3 separate regions of the Pan troglodytes genome follow, and all the other regions are linked to region 3. The links are chromatin contacts, called in public Hi-C and HiChIP or PLAC-seq maps. All regions are on one chromosome and are shown on one strand. Each heading gives the region's core, a stretch centred on a gene start, on an enhancer-like site or on the middle of the called end of the contact. The rest is flanking DNA. Distances are from core to core; before and after follow the strand shown.

What was found. A called contact is a pair of places that touch in the nucleus more often than the background predicts. HiChIP or PLAC-seq counts read pairs in DNA pulled down with a chosen protein or histone mark.
Region 1: a Hi-C map of stem cell-derived neural progenitor cells shows a contact between it and region 3, with 8 times the contacts expected there. The contact joins the enhancer-like site here to the promoter of MDGA1 in region 3. A contact is called at or near these places in 2 of 7 Hi-C or Micro-C datasets (induced pluripotent stem cells and stem cell-derived neural progenitor cells) and 1 of 1 datasets of contacts at active chromatin or transcription factors (stem cell-derived excitatory neurons).
Region 2: a contact with region 3 is called in an H3K4me3 HiChIP or PLAC-seq map of stem cell-derived excitatory neurons, with 5 times the contacts expected there. The contact joins the promoter of CCDC167 here to the promoter of MDGA1 in region 3. A contact is called at or near these places in 3 of 7 Hi-C or Micro-C datasets (blood and induced pluripotent stem cells) and 1 of 1 datasets of contacts at active chromatin or transcription factors (stem cell-derived excitatory neurons).

Annotation. Positions count from the first base shown.
Region 1 is chr5:43,443,999-43,447,301 of NHGRI_mPanTro3-v2.0_pri, reverse strand. The region is part of intron 2 of LOC134810296 (a long non-coding RNA gene); the gene reads right to left. Among named protein-coding and RNA genes, the nearest start is that of CCDC167, 67 kb to the right of the region's middle. Within about 2 kb of position 1,726, at least 16 of the 24 cell types and tissues checked have an H3K27ac peak or open chromatin away from gene starts, as enhancers often do. A contact at or near this core is called in induced pluripotent stem cells and stem cell-derived neural progenitor cells, where this site is marked.
Region 2 is chr5:43,376,332-43,379,598 of NHGRI_mPanTro3-v2.0_pri, reverse strand. CCDC167 (coiled-coil domain containing 167) reads left to right here and starts at 1,386. Exons shown (of 4, transcript XM_003311272.5): 1 at 1,386-1,492. The coding sequence starts at 1,451.
Region 3 is chr5:43,574,683-43,578,312 of NHGRI_mPanTro3-v2.0_pri, reverse strand. MDGA1 (MAM domain containing glycosylphosphatidylinositol anchor 1) reads left to right here and starts at 1,677. Exons shown (of 17, transcript XM_054685753.2): 1 at 1,677-2,611. The coding sequence starts at 2,545.

The DNA.
Region 1 (3,303 bases), core at 477-2,976, 130 kb after region 3:
TATCAGCCTCCCCTGGAAACACAGCCCTGAGGTGTCCCCTTGCCCAGAACCTTTGAGGAAAGTTGCAGAAGTGACAGCATCTTTCATAGGCCCATTCAGGAGTCTGGAGCTAAGGGCAGTGCCCTGAGGATAAGGTGGCACTGCTGGAGCTATCTGACCCCTGCCGGGTCTCTTTTGGACAGGGCAGAACTGTGAGTGAAGTTTCCGCCCTGTATCTGGCCTCATACAAGGCCTCCTTCCTGCTGGCTGTTGTGCTAAGAATTGGGATACAGAAATGGACACGACAGAGCCATGCCCAGTGTGTCCCCAGGCCCTTCTGCTTTTGTGCGAGCATGAGCAGGGCATGGGGAGAGAAGGGGGCCGTGGAGAGAGGTTTCCACTCAGGAAACGGGATGTGGGGAAACCAGAGGCACAAAGGAGCCACGGTCTACCCGTTCCTCCAGGAAACCGTGCTCAGGGGAAACTATACAATATCACCAACAACATGAGGAGTGATGCTTAGAAAAGCAACACGAGACACCAACCCCACAAGGGATTTGTGCTGCTGTGGCTAAGTAAGAATTCCTCAGTCAAAGGAAAGCGTTTCTGACTGCAAATTTCTGTGATCCCAGAAATGCATGCGTGCATGAGCGCGCACGGAAGTGTATGTGTGTGTGTGTGTGTGTGTGTGTGTGCATGCGCACATGGTGGTGGGGGCCCTCTTGGCCTCAGTCTACAGCTCCATCTCCATCTTTACCTGGCCCCATGACTCGCTAAGCCTGGACCATCTCCATACAGACACTGCAGCCACAGGCAGCCTTTCCTCCAGAGAGCACCACCTTTTCGGCCAACAAGTACCACTTGTGTCTCTCCTGCTGCAAATCAAACTCAGGCCCTCTTGATCTTTTGGGAGGTGGGGGAAGAGGGACAATGAGATAATGAATGGAATTCTCAGCAAAACAGCTTCATCTGACACATCTCTGGGTCTTTCCACTCTCTTTTCAACTCTGAGCCCCTAGCTCTCTTAACCATCCCCCAGTGGCCTCTCTGTTCCTTCCACGTCCCTTTGGTCTCTTTGTTCTCTGGGGCTGGGGAAAGCAGGCCTGACAGCGTTAACCCTGATGGCAGAGTGCAGGACATCAAAGAGGCTGCAAGAGAGGTGATGGATAATAGATAGGTGGAAGCATGAATGATACATATGCAGATAAATGATGGATAATGGGGCCCGCATGATGTATAGGTGGCTGCCAGAGTAATAGATGGGTAGGTACATATAGACTGATGGAGGGAGAGAGTTTCAGAGACAACAGACACAGGGGCAGCTGGAAGGACTGATTCCGGAGTTCTGATAGATGCATCGCTACTAAATAGGCAAGGAGAGGAGAGGCAGGACAGGCACCTAATGAGATAAGACAGAGGGATGTACGCCAAGAGGGGTTCCTGGGCACAAGGGGCTAGAGGAAAAGTAACCATCAATGGATGGACACCCAGAGGCTTCCACTGACCACTGACAGTGTCCCTGGTAGGTGGCAGGATGGAGGGGGTAAGCTGAAGGAGCCCCGGTGAGTGGATGGGTGATGGATGTGTGGAGAGATGAGGAATGGCTGGGCCCATTGATCAGGGTCCTCACTTCCCTGACCTCTCTCTGCCCAGGGCTGGGCTTCCAGGCCCCTGGGTGCAGCCGGGGCGGTGGCGTGCTGCTCTGATGGTGGCCGCGCGGGGGCGCCCACAGCCGGGGCATGGCGCAGAGGGGCGAGGAGGGGGTGCGGGCTGCAGCCTATCCGGCACCCTCCTAGAGTTTGTTTCCATGACAGCGGAGCCCACGTGACCCCTCCCCACTCCCCTTCTCTCTTTCCCTTCCTAAATAAAGTCCCTGGTTGAAAACTGCTCCCCAAGGAGGGGCAGAAAAAAGGCTTCTTGCTGGGCTGCTTTGCCTAGCATCGGAGCAAGTCTTTGAAGCCCGGCCGCCTCCCAGAGCTGCAGGAGCCAGTGTGCGCCTTCTCCGTCACTCCCTCTGCTTGTCCCTCTTGCCCTGTTTTAAATCGTTTCCCTCTCACCACCCACCGCCCCCAATCCTCAGGGTCTTCCCGACGCCAGCTTCTCTCCAGAGCCAGCTGGTATGGAGCGGAGAGACGGGGAGGGAAGCTATTATTCTGGAAAGGGCAAGGCTAACTCCTGGAAGCATGGGGGCTGGGCGGGGTGGCGGGTGCTGGAGCAGATAAGACCCTCTCTCAGAGGAAGCTGCTGCTGCTCCCAGCAGCCCTCCAAGGGACCTGCCCAGCCCAGCTGGGGTGAGGGGCCTGTCGCAGCCTGACACAGCTCGGCAGCTCCTCCCCAGCCCCCGCCATAGGCAGATGCACCCCTCCCTCAGCTCCAGCTCAGCTCCATCTCCCAGGCAGGTGGCGCACAGCTGCAGAGGAGACAGCAGGAGCATAAGCCCCGGCAGCAGCAGCCTCAGGGAGGGCTGGGGTCTGGAGGTGGAGCTGTCACGACAGGAACAAAAGACCTCTTGCCTAAGCCCAAGGTTTCATTGTGTCCACTGGAAGCCAGACACACAGACTCAAGCCCTCCAACGGAGACAGGCGCTGCTGCCTCAGAGATTTGCCTTCACAGTTCTTTTTAGTAACCGCTTATTACCCTACCCCAGGGCCTCTGGAAACAGAAAATCAGATAGCCCAGCCAGAGAGGCACAGAGAGGTGAAGTGACTAGCTCAGCACACCACAGTCTGGCAGCTGCAAGGCTGTAGCCACCATCAGACCCAGGGGATTCTCAGTCCTGAAGAGTTAGGGAAAACAGCAAGGAAGGAGGAACGCAAGGCATGCAGAGAAGGTAGTGTAAGTGTTGTGGGGAGGGGGTGTTTTTTAGGTACCGGATTCCCTTCCAAACAATGGCCAAGTCCCGTCCTCTGCTTCACATACCGGATTCCCCTTGAGATTAAAAACAAACAAACAAAAAATAAAACCTGGCTACTGTGCCTCTGTCTGGAAGAAGTGACACCACTTTAAGAAGCAGTGAAAGTTGTCCAGGATTGGCCAGTGGTTGGAGGGGGCAGAGAGAGAATTCCAAGCAGAAGGGACAGTGTAGCAAAGGCAGAGAGGCACGGAGTGTGAGGGGAGTGGAGACAGCTCTATAGTCCCAGGGCAAAGGTGCAAGAGAAAGAGGCAGGGCTCAGATCATAGAGTCTTGTTCACCATCCAACAAGCTTGCAACAGGGAGCCACTGAAGAGTTTTGAGCAGGGGAGTCACCAGTTCAGATTTGTAATGTGGAGATGTATTGGAGTGGGTGTCAGAGACTGGGATGTCAGTTAGGAAGCTTCTGCCAC
Region 2 (3,267 bases), core at 137-2,636, 200 kb after region 3:
GACAATTGTAAACGCACCAATCAGCGTTCTGTGTCTAGCTAAAGGATTGTAAATGCGCCAATCAGCACTCTGTAAAAACCCACCAATCAGCGCTCTGTGTCTAGCTAAAGGATTATAATGCACCAATCAGCACTCTGTGTCTACCTAGGGATTGTAAATGCACCAGTCAGTGCTCTGTAAAAACGCACCAATCAGCGCTCTGTGTCTAGCTAAAGGATTGTAAATGCACCAATCTGCACTCTGTAAAAATGCACCAATCAGCACTCTGTGTCTAGCTAAAGGACTGTAAATGCACCAATCACCACTCTGTAAAATGGACCAGTCAGTGCTCTGTAACGGGGACAAATAAGGGAATAAAAGCTGGCCATCCCCCAGTCAACAGTGGCAACCCACTCAGGTCCCCTTCCATGATGTGGGAGCTTTGTTCTTTTGCTCTTCACAATAAATCCTGCTGCTGCTCACTCTCTGGGTCCGTGCTACATTTAAGAGCTGTAACACTCACCGTGAAGTCAGTGAGACCAAGAACCCACCTGAAGGAACCAACTCCGGACACAGGATTACAGGCCTGAGCCACCATGCCTGACTTTGTTTTTTTTTAATTAAATAGGCAAGAATACAAAATAACAGAGTGCATTACAGGAGGTAAAGGTACTTACTGTGAAACTTTGGTTTTGGTTTCATGGGTAACTGGGCCATGATATAAAATACATTTTTTTATCGTAGGGTCACAGTCAAAACATTTCAAAGGCCCTGGGTCTATGGTGTACAGTATAGTACGATTACAACAATATAAAATACTGTGTGTGAGGCCAAGCCTGGGAGGAATAAACAGAAGCAAAGAGGAACTGATAAAGTTGGTAGAATAAAGGATGCTGCTTCTCAGTTATATGTTTTCTGTGATGTTTGTAAGTTGTTCTTACAATAAAACAAACCAAAAAAAAAAAAAAAAAAGAAGTCAAGACACAAAGGAGAAATAACAATAGAGGGCCATTATCAGATTCCATTGGCCGAGAAGCTCAAGGCTCCAGCACCGGCCTTGAAGGATGGACAGACTTTGAATGGGGGGCGTGGCCTAAACCGGGACGGGGTTGTTGCTGAAACACAAAACACACTGAAAGAGAACATGGGGTTAAAAAAGGCTCTCAGTGATGCAAAGCGGCTTAAAACTGGGGAAGAAAGGGGCAGGTCCACTCCCGGGCTGTACATTCTGCCTCCCTGTACCAACTTTTCCACCCTCCACCCATCTAGGCTGAGGTCTCAAGCTAGAGGTTGCCCCTCACAAACATGTCCGCACCAAGCCGGCCGCGCCCCTCAACAAGATGGCGACGGCAGCAGCCCCACCTCCCGCTGCCTCGGTGGCCAATGAGGGAGAAGCACGAAGACTTGAGCATGCGCATATAGCGACTTGGTGGGCGCGTCCAGTGATGACTGGGGGATCCCGGCAAGTAACATGACTAAAAAGAAGCGGGAGAATCTGGGCGTCGCTCTAGAGGTGAGGGGAAAAGTGGGGGTTGGGCCACCTCGTTAGTTGCCTTCTCCTGGCTGCGGGATAAGGGATAGGCTGGGCTATAGGTAGGAGGAGGAGCCAAGCGTAGGAAGAGAGGGCGACGCGGTTTGGGGAGAGGGACGGGAGGGGTGAGAAGGCCCACGGGGTTCCCGGAGGAGAGGGAGCCCGAGGAGGTGCCGGATGGGCGAACCAGACTCTCTGGAGAGGGCATCTCCAGAGAGGAAGAGACATGGAAGTGAAGGGGAGCCCCAAAGACGGCCTGGCATAGAAGTGAGGGAACTCAAAGCGGGGGACGCAGAACAAAAGGGATGGGTACAGAGGTGAGGGAGACCCCAGAGAAATAGGGACCTGTAGAATCTGAGGGGAACTCCCAAAGGGCTAGGACTGAAAGATGAGGGAGCCCATTCTGGTGTATATTATTAATGGTTTAAATATCCTCTAAAAGGGGAAATTTTTCCTCCGGAGTATGGAAGCTTGTACCTTCAAAATTACTTTGGGAATATGTAAAGAGAATTCTGGAATTGGTGATGTCACTGAATGGCTTAAAAATAATTTGCTGCATATAGAAGGGAAAGAAAACATGCATATTGAGCAACTGCTATGTGCTACTTTCATTGCATTGTTAATCCTCACTGCAAGCCTGTGAGGTTTGTACAGATGAAGAAATTGAGGTTCCAGGTGGAACCCAGGCTGAGATGGTGGAAGTGGTGGAGCCTGGGAATCAAGCACAGGTGGTCTTCCTGGAAACTCATCTTGCTTCCCCTGTTTTCCTTCCCTGAGGGCATCCTCCCGGAGGTTGCAGGAGAGGTACAGGGTCATAGTCTTCTTCAGGCTTACTAGTGAGTTCAGTGATTCTCAAACTTTAGCATGCATAGAGTCACAGGGCTTGTTAAAAATGGAGAGTTGAACTCTTCCCACACCCCGAGTAATTCAGTAGGACTTTGATGTGCATTCTTAACAAGGAATCTGCATTTTTTTTTAAGACAGAGTCTCGCTCTGTTGTCCAGGCTGAAGTGCAGTGGCATGATCTTGGCTCACTGTAAACTCTGCCTTCTGGGTTCAAGCGATTCTCGTGCCTCAGCCTCCCGAGTAGCTGGGATTACAGGCACGTGCCACCATGCCTGGCTAATTTTTGTATTTTTGTAGAGACGGGCTTTCACCATGTTGGCCAGGCTGGTCTTGAACTCTTGACCTCAAGTGATCTGCCCGCCCGCCTTCGCCTCCCAAAGTGCTGGGATTACAGGCATGAGCCACCACAGCCGGCCAGAATCTGCATTTTTTTTTTTTTACAAGCCACACACACCCCATGGTGATGTGGGTAGTTTTAGTGGCATCCCTTGAGAAATATTGGCCCACTTGGTAGGAAAAAGGTTGATGGAAATGTGAAGAGGATGGTTTATGAGTGGTGACTGAGATGGTACTTTGTGGCGGGAAGAACATAGACTTTGTAACCTGCATTAGGGTACAATAAGCTGCAGTAACAGAGAAACTCCAAAACTCAGTGGCTTCAAGAACAAGAAAGTGAGTTTTTTTCTAACAGGCTAGAGCAAGGGGCAGGAGATGTCTGCAAATGGTCAGATAGTAACTATTTTAGAAGAGACATGGTCTCTTCTAAAGAGCCAAATGGTCTGGGTTGCAACTACAGTTGATCCTCATTATTCACGGATTCCACATTTGCGAATTTCCCTAATGGCTAAAATGTATTTGTAACCCCAAAATCAGTACTCACAGTGCTTTTGTGGCAAATGCAAAGCAGTGGG
Region 3 (3,630 bases), core at 428-2,927:
GGAGTGTGGAGATCTTTGAGTTTTGACAAATGCATAGAGCCGTGGAACCACCATCAAGATATTGAGCAGTTCCAGGGGGCGAAGGGAGGGGGGGTTTGTAGTCTCCCCGCTTGTTAGCTGCTGCGATTGTCTGCGCTCCCACGGGCCGACCTAAAACAATTCTTGCGCACACGCTGAGATAAATAACGGCGACAGGTGGAGCAGGTGAGATTAGCAGGACCCGGGTTGGGCGCGGGGCGGGATCGGAGGCGCGGGGGAGGCCACCAGCCTCGCTTGCCAGCCTACGCCCCTCCCCGCGGGCGTTTGGGAGGAGCGTTCTCAGCACTCCTGCTCCGCGAGGGCCCCTTCGAGGCGGCTGAGACCCGAGTGCCGGACTCCCGCCGCTGGAGCGGGGCTCGGGTTCGGCAGCCGGAAGGAGGTGTGCCCCCGGGGCGCTTGGGGGCGCCTGAGGTCCCGAGGGGAGGCAAGATGGGAAGAGTGGCTAGCCGAGGAAAATGTGGGGTGACTTAGGGAAGCTCTGGCGGAGGGGTCGTGCGAGCAAACCTGTTGGCAACCTGTGGGCCGCGGCAAGGGCAGGAGCTCTCAGCGCGACCTCTCCGCCAGCTGCTCCGGCCCGGCCCCAGCACCAGACGCCTGGAAAGGGGCGGGGGCCTCTCGAGCCGGGCAGACAGCCTTGCAGACCCACAGCCGCGGCCCGGCTCGCGCGGCTGCAGGACCCCAGGAACCGCAGGCGCCCGGCCTTTCCCTAGGACCCCCGCTTCAGTCTCGCCTACCCAAAGTGCAAAACATTTACGAAGTGTGCAGTGCCCTGCGGGCTTGGGTCCCCGAAGCGAGCGGCCGTGTTTGCCCCGCGGGCTGCTGGCAACGGTGCACCTGGCTCGGCCAGCTAGTCTGGGTGTGCAAGGCTGGAGAACGGCGAGTGTGCGAGCGCGCGGCTGCAGAGCCCGCGCCGAAACCCAGGTCCCTCCGCCACTGTCCTCGGGATAGATGGATCCATTTCTGCTTTCTGACATTTTCCTGCTGGGCGGGGTTGGGGGGGAATGTTAGGGGGCGGAGAGAGGAAGAGAGAGAGAGGGAGAGGAGAAAGGGAAAGAGAGGAGAGGAAGGGAGAGAGAGCGAGAGGGAGAGAGGAGAGAGAAGAGAGAGAGAGAGGAGAGAGAGGAGAGAGAGGAGAGAGAGAAGAGAGAGAGAGAGAGAGAAAGGCAGGCAGTCAGCTTCCCCCAGCCCTGTTTTGTTTTCTCTAATTGGTCCTGGGGGAGGCGAGGAAATTGGACAGAGGCTGGGCCAGGCGAGCTGGGCTGCCTTTAATTGGCTCCTTTTTTTAACTGGAGGGGAATCAAACAGGAGAGCGAGCGACAACGGGTGGGAGAGCGAGAGACCGAACGAGGAGACGCGAGGAGGAGGGAGGAGGAAGAGAGGGAGGGAGGCGGGAGGAGGGCGGAATGAAAAGCTCGGAGGGGCGAAAAAGCAGCACAGCAAAGCCCAAGTTGCTGGGCGAGCGGAGCGCTCCCGCGGCCCGGAGCCGAGCGGCCGCCGCGCCCCGGAGCCCGGCCCGGCCCCGCCCGCTCTGGGCCCCCGCAGGCCAAGGCCGCCGGGCGGGGGCGGGGACGACCAACTTGGGGCGCGGCGTAGCCCCGCTCTCCCGAGAGCTCGGAGCCCGGGAGCGCTACGGCCGCGGCCAGACGGCGGGAGAGGAGCGCGGCGAGCGGAGGCGGCGAGCGGCGCCCGCGCCGCAGCTCCGGCCTGGGCGAGAGCGCGAATATTTTTGAAAAGACTCAAACTTTCCTCCTTTCCTCGTTTTCTGGGGCCCCTCTTGCCTGGAATTGCTCTCTAGATTCCCGCGGGGCGCCGGGCTGCTATTCTTTCCCCGGGTTTATCGGCGGCTCGGCTAACTTCACGGACCCGGGGACCCGCGGCGCTCGTCCCTCGGCCGAACCCAGCCCGCGCTGCTCCCCGGATCAGGAGGGCCGGGCCCGGGGCTCCTTCGCCGCCGCGAGTGCTTTCAGCCCGGCCCCCTGGAGTCGGGCGGCTGAGCCCACGGCAGCGGCCGCAGGACTGGAAACAGCAGATTGATTAACTCGAGCGGAGCCCCGGCCTCCCCGACTCCGCTCCGCTGAGGGGCGGCTCCAGTGCGGGGAAACGACAAGTTTGTCAGTTGTCCGTGGCCTGTTGGATCGAAGCGCCGCCGCCGCCGCCGAGAGGTCCCCGGCGCCTAGCATCCCGCGCGGACGGCCCTGGGTACCCGGGGCGGCTCGGCGGCCGGGCTCCTCGGGTCGGGGCGCTGGCTGCTGTGCCGGGCGCGCCGAGGCACCCGGGGCTGGGCCAGCGCCCCCTGCGTCCCCACGCGGGCAGCGGCCCCGCCGGAGGAGAAACCCGGGTCGCCGCCACCTCCGCCTCTTCAGTCTCCTGGTCTTCGTCGCCGCTCTCTCTCTCACCTCTCAGGGAAAGGGGGGGACATAGGGGCGTCGCGGGGCCCCGGCTAATGCGCCCCCCGCCGCCTCTCGGGCTGCGCCGCCTCGCGGGGATGAAGCACCGGCCGTGAAGATGGAGGTGACCTGCCTTCTACTTCTGGCGCTGATCCCCTTCCACTGCCGGGGACAAGGAGTCTACGGTAAGAGCCCGCGTCCCGCTCCACCTTGGCTTAACCTCGCGCGGAAACTTTGCAAGAGGCGCAAAGTGCGCGCTGCCGGGGTTTGGTGGAGACCTCGACTCGGACTCTGGAGTGGATGCCGGCGTCCCCGCCCTCTCCAGGGCGCGTGGAGACCGAGCTAGCTGCTTCGGAACACAGGGGCCGGTCGTAGGGTCTGGTGTGAAGCCGGGATGTCAGGAGGAGGTACCCACTTTCCCACACCCTGCTAGAGGTGGGAATGATTAGGAACCCTTGAGAGCACCCAGTCGGCTCGGGAGACCCGGACAGACCCAGTCTAGGATTGGTGCAGCGACTTGCACCGAAACCTCGTCCTGGCTCGGCCTCCGGAGTGGAAGCCAAGCGATGCATGAGCCGGAGTTGCCGCGCTGCTTGCGGGCGAGCCGGCTGTCAGCACCAAGGCCGGGCGGCGGGCTCGCCTTCCCCGCTGTTGCTGCGGCTTCGCTTCTTCTACTCACGGCTTGACACCCTGATCAGGATGCCGGCATCCCCTGGCCCCGGCGCCTTCGACCCCGGCATCCCTTTTCGGACCTTTCCTGAACCAGTTCTTCCTGTCCCCGGTTCTTGGCTACAAACCCCAACCCCACCTTCCTTCCTGCGCGCACACACAGACACATTCAGCCACCATCCCCAGAAAACGCAAACACGGCACGCACCCACAGGGATACGTGTCCAAACTCTGCCTCCTGCCACGCAGCCTTGCTCCTGCGTTCGCACGCCTCGCTGTGGTTACCAAGGGAGACTCTGGTTACCCCTTCCCCCTTCCATCCTGTGGGTTTTCCCAGGGAAGGCCCGGGGCAGGCATCATCCATTCAGTCACCTGGGCTCAGCCTCCCGCAGTGCCTTAACCCCACAGCACAGAAAATCATTCTCAGGGGCCCAATGCCCCTTACTTTGCTTTCTCTTTACTGCAGGATGGTTTGTCCAGGTCACTTTTTAGTGATGTGTGGCTGGGGCGGGCAGGATTCTCTCTTTCCTTTTCT